Linked DNA regions of Mus musculus: region 2 is linked to region 1. A link is a contact called in public HiChIP or PLAC-seq data. All regions are on one chromosome and are shown on one strand. The core of a region is the stretch at or near the end of the contact, and the rest is flanking DNA. Distances in the headings are between cores, read along the strand shown.

Region 1 (3,163 bases), core at 366-2,865:
CAGCCTCGTTCCTCAGTATTCTTCCTCATCTAGTTTATTAACATGATTTTTTTACTTTTACAGGACTCTAAAATTCCTTGTCTTTAAGTGTGCCAAATACTTGTGCAGAACCCTGCTCTGGATAAAAGCACATAGTTCCTGGATTAGGCTCCTTCTTCTCTCCCTGCTTAGAGCAGCCACAGGGTGAAGACAGAACTAGGTGGTAGTAGACCCCACCTCGCTCAGTGGGCACGAGCCATTGCCTTCCTCTGGTGACTCTGATGGTATGGTTGCTGGCCTTTGCTCAAGCCTCTGACCTTTCTCCTTCCCCTATAATTCACCTTCATATAGCACAGTATCTTCCTTCAAACACTAAAAGGAAACTGGGCTGTAGCTGAGTCAGTAGAGTGCTTGCCTAGCATGAGGGCACTGGGGGTTCCACCTCCTTCTCTGCTAAATCTGGCCTGATGCCTCCTTAAAACCTCAGCACTTGGGAAGTGGAGGCAGGAGGATCAAAAGTCCAAATTATTCAAGATCATCTTAGTTAAACAATGAATTCAAGGCCGCCTTGGGCAACATGAGACCCAGTCTTCAAGAATGAATGAATGAAGAAAGGAAGAGAGAGAGAGAGAGAGAGAGAGAGAGAGAGAGAGAGAGAGAGAGAGAGAAGAGATAATAGAAGTCCTTAGTTCATTCATTGCTAGTAAACACCCACACTAGCCACCATGTTGCTGGTCTTGTTTCTTCATGTGAGGCCACTTGCACGTCTGCTCTTTGGCTCTGATCCTTCTCTGTCTCAGAAACATCATCCTTGGTCTACTCCCTTTATTGAATTCTTGTCAACTTAGACACTCTAATTTCTCTCTGTCTTGAGAAAAATCCTCCTGATCTCTCCCACACTGTCTATATCTATCTTCTTAAATCGCTTTGCCTTACTAGTTAATGTGTTTATTAATTAAATAATTTCAAACATTTTATGAACATATTTTCTGTGTTTTAAAAAATATAATGGTAAGAGCCTGCAGTGAAGGCAGTAGTAATTTTTCGCTGTATTCCTTTTAGCTGAGCTGTTGTTTGTCAGGGTTATAGGAGTGTAGTTGGGCCAGGCACTTGCCATCTAGCAATAAACAAATCTGTCTTACAGAACTTTTAGTCTAGTAATACGTTAGGAGGGAGTTGCTGAGGTGAGAAACACAGTAGAGAAAGGGTGGGGGAGGTTTCTCTATTCTGGAACTCACTCTATAGACCAGGCTAGCCTCAGAACTCTGCCTGCCCCTGCCTCTGAGTGCTGGGATTAAAGGTGTGTACCATCACTGCCCTGGCTGGGCTGTTGGTTTTTAAAGGGTGCTCTGAGAATGTCTAAAAGTTGGTGCGTGAGAGGGAGAAGGGCGCTGCATACACTAGAGCAGGCTCCTGGAGGGGGGTACCCATCAGACCTCCTTTCCTTCCTGCCCCTGAATGCCCATAGTGCACTGGCACATGCATTTCTCTCCTTTCTTCCTTTCTGGTTTCTAAACATGTTATTTCTTTGTTGTTTAACTGTATCTTCTAGTCTCCATCTGCCAACACACTGTTTGCAGCTGGCATCTTCTCTGTGCTGCACCAGGAGTCTGTGCCACTTCCTCCATCTCTTTATTCTTCTCTCTGTAGCATAAATGTACTCCTAACATACGTGCAGTCACATGACCACTTTGACTGGTATAAAGTCTTTTAGTGAGTGGATCATCATGGTGGTTTTGGCAACCCTTCTCCTCAGTTCCTAACACAGTTTTTACAAAATGTACATGGTTCAGATTCTGCCCCCTTTATCCTAGCAGCCACTGTAGCTCACACATCCCCTCAGCTTTCAGGTCACTAGAGCCCCTTGTCATACCCTGCAGCATTCAACCCATGCTGTTTTCCCTACTAGACTGAGCTCCACAGGACAGGAGCCATAGGGCACGCTTTTGCTGTTGTCTCTGAGGTTGGGCACATGAAGTGTTTTCAAATAGTTCTGTAGTTGTGGCTTGCGCCGGGTGCTCTTGGAAGCAGGATGCCTCAAAGCTCTGCTACCAAGTTATTCTCATTGCTGTTTTATCTTTGAAAAATACTTGTTTGGTGAATGCTTTGACTTGTTTCTTGCTGGGTTTGGTATCCTTTCTTGGCTGATGTGGTGCACATTTGTTTCCTTTTTAGCATATTCTGTGGAAGAACAGAAGAACCTCACAAGTTGTCCTGATGGAGCGCCTTTTATTCAGCATGGTCCTGACTATAGGGCATGTCAGTTTCCAGTCTCCTTGCTTGAAGAATGTAGTGGTGTGACTGATGCTAATTTTGGCTATTCCAAAGGACAGCCTTGCATCCTTGTGAAAATGAACAGAGTACGTACTTGCTTTCTCTCTGCTGCTGCGTGTCTGACAGGCTGTACATGCGGTGCTGCTGCTTTTCTTTGCTGTGCTTGTGGTGAGGCCTGCCTTAGTGTCATCTCATTGGGGCAACTTAAAAGACTAGCAGTGCTACTTAATGCTATGACAAAAAGATTCATAGTTCAGTGGTAGACTATATATAATCTAAATAATGCTAACGCATATGGTGTGATATGTAATCAAGTACTGGGAATAGAAATAAACCTACATACTAATGAGCACAGTACAGTGTTGTAGTTATAGCCAAAGCTAATGGGATGTTTTAACAAGACATAACTAAGAATTAAGCCCAAAAAAGTAAGCCAGAAGGAATGTGGAACTTGATCTATGCTTTAAAGTGAGCTCATATGTTCATTTTAATGGGGGATGTCTTCAGTTACACTGGCCTGCAAGGTCTGTCCTCACTGTATCTGCTGTAGTTGCTGAAAATGTACTCTAGTCAAAGGGCCACCTTCTGGGTTTATTAGAAATGGGCCTTTACATGATGGGACAGGGATACTATGCTTGCTTTATAGGCAGGCTTTGGGGGTGGAGGGCGGGGGTGGGATAAGCCCGGATGAGGACAGGCCAGCGACAGATTCGACTGGCAGGGTTTTCATCTGTGGGCACCTAGAGCTTTCCACGGGTGGGAGACTAGGGGCTGCTGTACGTACCACTCTGTGGGCTTCAGCTCTCTACCTGTAGGCATCTATAGGTTTAGGCAGCCTGACTTTTGGGGGCCTCTCCTCTGTACATCCTGGAAACCTGGACCCAGAACTGCATCTGGATTCAAAATGTAA
Region 2 (3,163 bases), core at 467-2,966, 97 kb before region 1:
TTAATTTCATAAAGACACAGGTAGGAAGCCTAGAGCATCCTTTTGATCACATCCGGTAAGTGAAGCGTGGTCCTGGATGGAGGAGTAGAGTCCTTGAGTGGCAGAATCCTGGTCCTGTCCCCTGGCTGCTGCATGCCGGATGGTAGGCAAGCTGACTCCTCATGAGGGATGCCAGGCTATGGGACAGGGACTGGGCTGACATCCAGCCAGTCTCCCCACTCAGAACCCATCAGAGTGTCTTCCTGATGATCACAGTCCTGCAGTGGCACCGGTAGTTTAAACACCTTCTCTAAGCCTGGTCAATAATGCCTATCTGTCTAGTCAGGCTGATGAGATGATTAAGAAACAGGGCAGCCGGATATGGTGGCACACACCTTTAATCCCAGCACTCAGGAGGCAGAGTCAGGTGGATCTCTAGAGTTCAAAGCCAGCCTGCTAGTCTACAGAGCATGTTCCAAGACAGCCAGGACTACACAGAGAAACCCTGTCAAAACAAAACAAAAGCAAAAACAAAAACAAAAAAAAATCATAAAAAGGAAAGAAGGAAAAGGGGAGGGGGCTCAAGTGATAAGTGTATAGCCCCCTCCCAATTTGGGAGTCTGAGACCGGAGAATTACAAGTTCCAGGCCAGCCTGGGCTACTTAGTGAGCTCCTGTTTCAAAAAGAAAGAGAGGGAAGCAGGAGTCATTGGAAGAGTGGATGTCTAGGATGCACAAAGCCTTGGGTTCTATTCCCAGACTGGGTATGGTGGGCACACCTGTGATCCCAGCTCTTAGGGAATAAGACGGGAATACCAAAGTTCAAGTTCATTCTTGGCTACATTTTTAGATTTGAAGCAAGTCTGGACTACCGGAAACAAGGTCTCAAGACAAACAAAAAGAAAAAGCAGTCAATGACAGCCCCATGGCCACAGTTCCCACTGCTCTTTTGGCCAGTGGTCCCTGCAGTTGCATCTCTGAGACCGTGAGCCTCCAGGTCTGAGCTAAGTGAATGCAGTTTGCCTAATGTTCGGGCTGAATCTGGGCACCTACAGTTGTCTTACCTCCTCTCAGCCAGGAAATGCAAGCACGTGGGGTCCCACTTCAGTTTTATTCAGCTGAATTAGAGGCACAGTCAGAAATCTGTAACATCCTCGTGGGATGGGGGTGGGGTGGAGGACTAGAGAGGAGGGAGGGAGAGAGGGGAGGGGCAGTGTTGATCCACAGATCATGAAAACACTGAGGAACGCTCTCGAGTGAAAGCCCAGCTGCCTAGCTAGGCTATGCCACACCCTCTTCTTCAACATAATCAGTCTTAAAGGGTTCTGTTTGGTTTTCTTGTGTCACTGAAGTAATCAAAACCCAGGCATAGTGACAATTGGCTAACACCTGTTGAGGGCCCCCCGTGGGCCAAGATTTGGGAAGGCATCCAAGACACTGTTGGCGCTTTAATCTTCCCTAGGTAGCTTCAGCCTCAGAGGGGTTGAGCAGCTGGCTGGGGGTGTGACTGGCTAGAAACCTCTAGAGCTAGGAACTGAACCAGGACAAACGGATGCCAGGAGAGACACATTCTCCCCCCAGACAATCGAAGTAGTATTACGGACACCCTTTTGTGGACTCTTCGTGGGATTCTATGAAACCACGTCCTCTCAGGATTGTCAAAGAAAACAGGAAGCCCCTCTGGGGAGGCTCACCCCCCTGTTCCCCAAGCCAGGAAGTGGCTGGCAGAAAGAGCGATACGTAGCAAGGGCAGGAGCACCCGGGTTGAGAGCTTGGGGCCGTATCGGGCGGAGCCCTGAGCCAAGTCCCCTGGGGTCCCAGGGCTACATTCCTCTGAGGTCTGCGGAGGCCACTGCTTAAAGGCGCAGAAGTGCAGCTGGGAACGAGAACAAAGCGGCCAGACCCCCCTCGGAGGAAGGAAGGAGCGAGCCCCAGGAAGCAGCTGATAGCGCTAAGCTCAGCTTGTTTTTTCCTCTGCTCAACAGTTCTCCTGCCACGGCAAACAAAAGACGTACGTTCTGATTCCCTTCGGTGTTTGGATTGCGGCCGCAGACTGGATCTGCTTTGTGAAGAGCTGAGGGTAGCTTCTGGCTCGACCTGCCGCTTGATGGCAACGCTGTCCGCCTTGCCTGTCCCCAGCCAGGAGCCCCACGAGGGCATTGCTCTAGATCAAGGGATGAGATGTCGAGATTTCTACCCGTTGACTCGTGACCTTGGCATTGAAGGACCTGCAGCGTAGGCCTTAAAAACTGTTAAGATAGGAACCCTTGTTCCATGGAGATGCCCTGTCCCCGCTATTATCTCAGCCAAGGTCACAGCCCGCTGCTGTGCAGGGCCACACTGGGACTGGTGCCACCTTTATCCCATGGGTCAAGGCAATGGCAATAGATGTCAGGTTCCTGGAGGATCGGGGTCCGAATCCCGGTCTGTCCGCCTTCAAGGTCACCAGTAAGTGACAGGTGGGTCTAAGCAATCCCCTGAGCATGATGAACGCAGAGACTTTGTACTCCCGGGTGTGAGCGGTGAGGGAGTGGGCAGACCTTGTCAGTGTCCTAATCCATAGTCTCAGGACAGGGACAGGCCAAGATGCGACAGCAATGCTGGGCATGGTTTGTTTTGCTCCAGCAGGTGTTGAACGTGTGGCTATGCCAAAGGCCACCAGCAAACCCACACGAAGCAAACACAAAGCTTCCACTGATGGGTCTGTGGGCTGCCGATTCTTGTGGGCTTTACAGTGCGGCAACGGCAGTGCTGGTCACATGGACCGAGAGACTGTTTTGATGCCAGAGACTAATGCTCCGATCCGATCCGTCACCACAGGAGTTAAAGGAGCAGCCAAGAGATCAGCGTGGTTGAACCCCCGCTCTAAGCTGCCTGCCGTTCTCTCCTCCCCTCCCACTCTGAGACTGCAGTTCACATGCCGAAGACAAATGGCATAAAGGGCAGGCAATTAATTTTTTCAGCTGGAGACTGATGGAATGTGGGTGTTTGGCATGCACCTCTGTCTCCAGTCTCCTCAGGGAAATACCTCCCGGAGGGCCCTTCAAATTCCTCATCTGCCCTTTAGGACCAATATGTAATTCAGTCCTGAAAAATCAGTCGGAATGGGTCTTGTGTCCACTATACCAAGAGCCCAAGGACTGCACAGACGACAGGCCCATTCGTTTATTTGTGGTTTTGGTTTG

What was found. HiChIP or PLAC-seq counts read pairs in DNA pulled down with a chosen protein or histone mark.
Region 2: an H3K27ac HiChIP or PLAC-seq map of regulatory T cells shows a contact between it and region 1, with 3 times the contacts expected there. The contact joins two enhancer-like sites. A contact is called at or near these places in 5 of 39 promoter capture datasets (the C10 cell line, cranial neural crest, hippocampal neurons and 2 more), 1 of 15 datasets of contacts at CTCF or cohesin (large pre-B cells), 7 of 484 Hi-C or Micro-C datasets (the AML12 cell line, CD4 T cells, the G1E-ER4 cell line and 3 more), 10 of 115 datasets of contacts at active chromatin or transcription factors (the 230-238 cell line, CD4 single positive thymocytes, bone marrow-derived dendritic cells and 4 more) and 3 of 9 other capture datasets (adipose tissue, liver and pancreatic islet).

What each region holds. Positions count from the first base shown.
Region 1 is chr9:96,339,378-96,342,540 of GRCm38.p6, reverse strand. It overlaps Atp1b3 (ATPase, Na+/K+ transporting, beta 3 polypeptide), which reads left to right. Exons shown (of 7, transcript NM_007502.5): 4 at 2,155-2,339. Among named protein-coding and RNA genes, the nearest start is that of Atp1b3, 23 kb to the left of the region's middle. Within about 2 kb of position 1,615, at least 7 of the 459 cell types and tissues checked have an H3K27ac peak or open chromatin away from gene starts, as enhancers often do. A contact at or near this core is called in CD4 single positive thymocytes and regulatory T cells, where this site is marked.
Region 2 is chr9:96,436,749-96,439,911 of GRCm38.p6, reverse strand. No RefSeq gene overlaps it. Among named protein-coding and RNA genes, the nearest start is that of Gm51656, 26 kb to the left of the region's middle. Within about 2 kb of position 1,716, at least 283 of the 459 cell types and tissues checked have an H3K27ac peak or open chromatin away from gene starts, as enhancers often do. A contact at or near this core is called in CD4 single positive thymocytes and regulatory T cells, where this site is marked.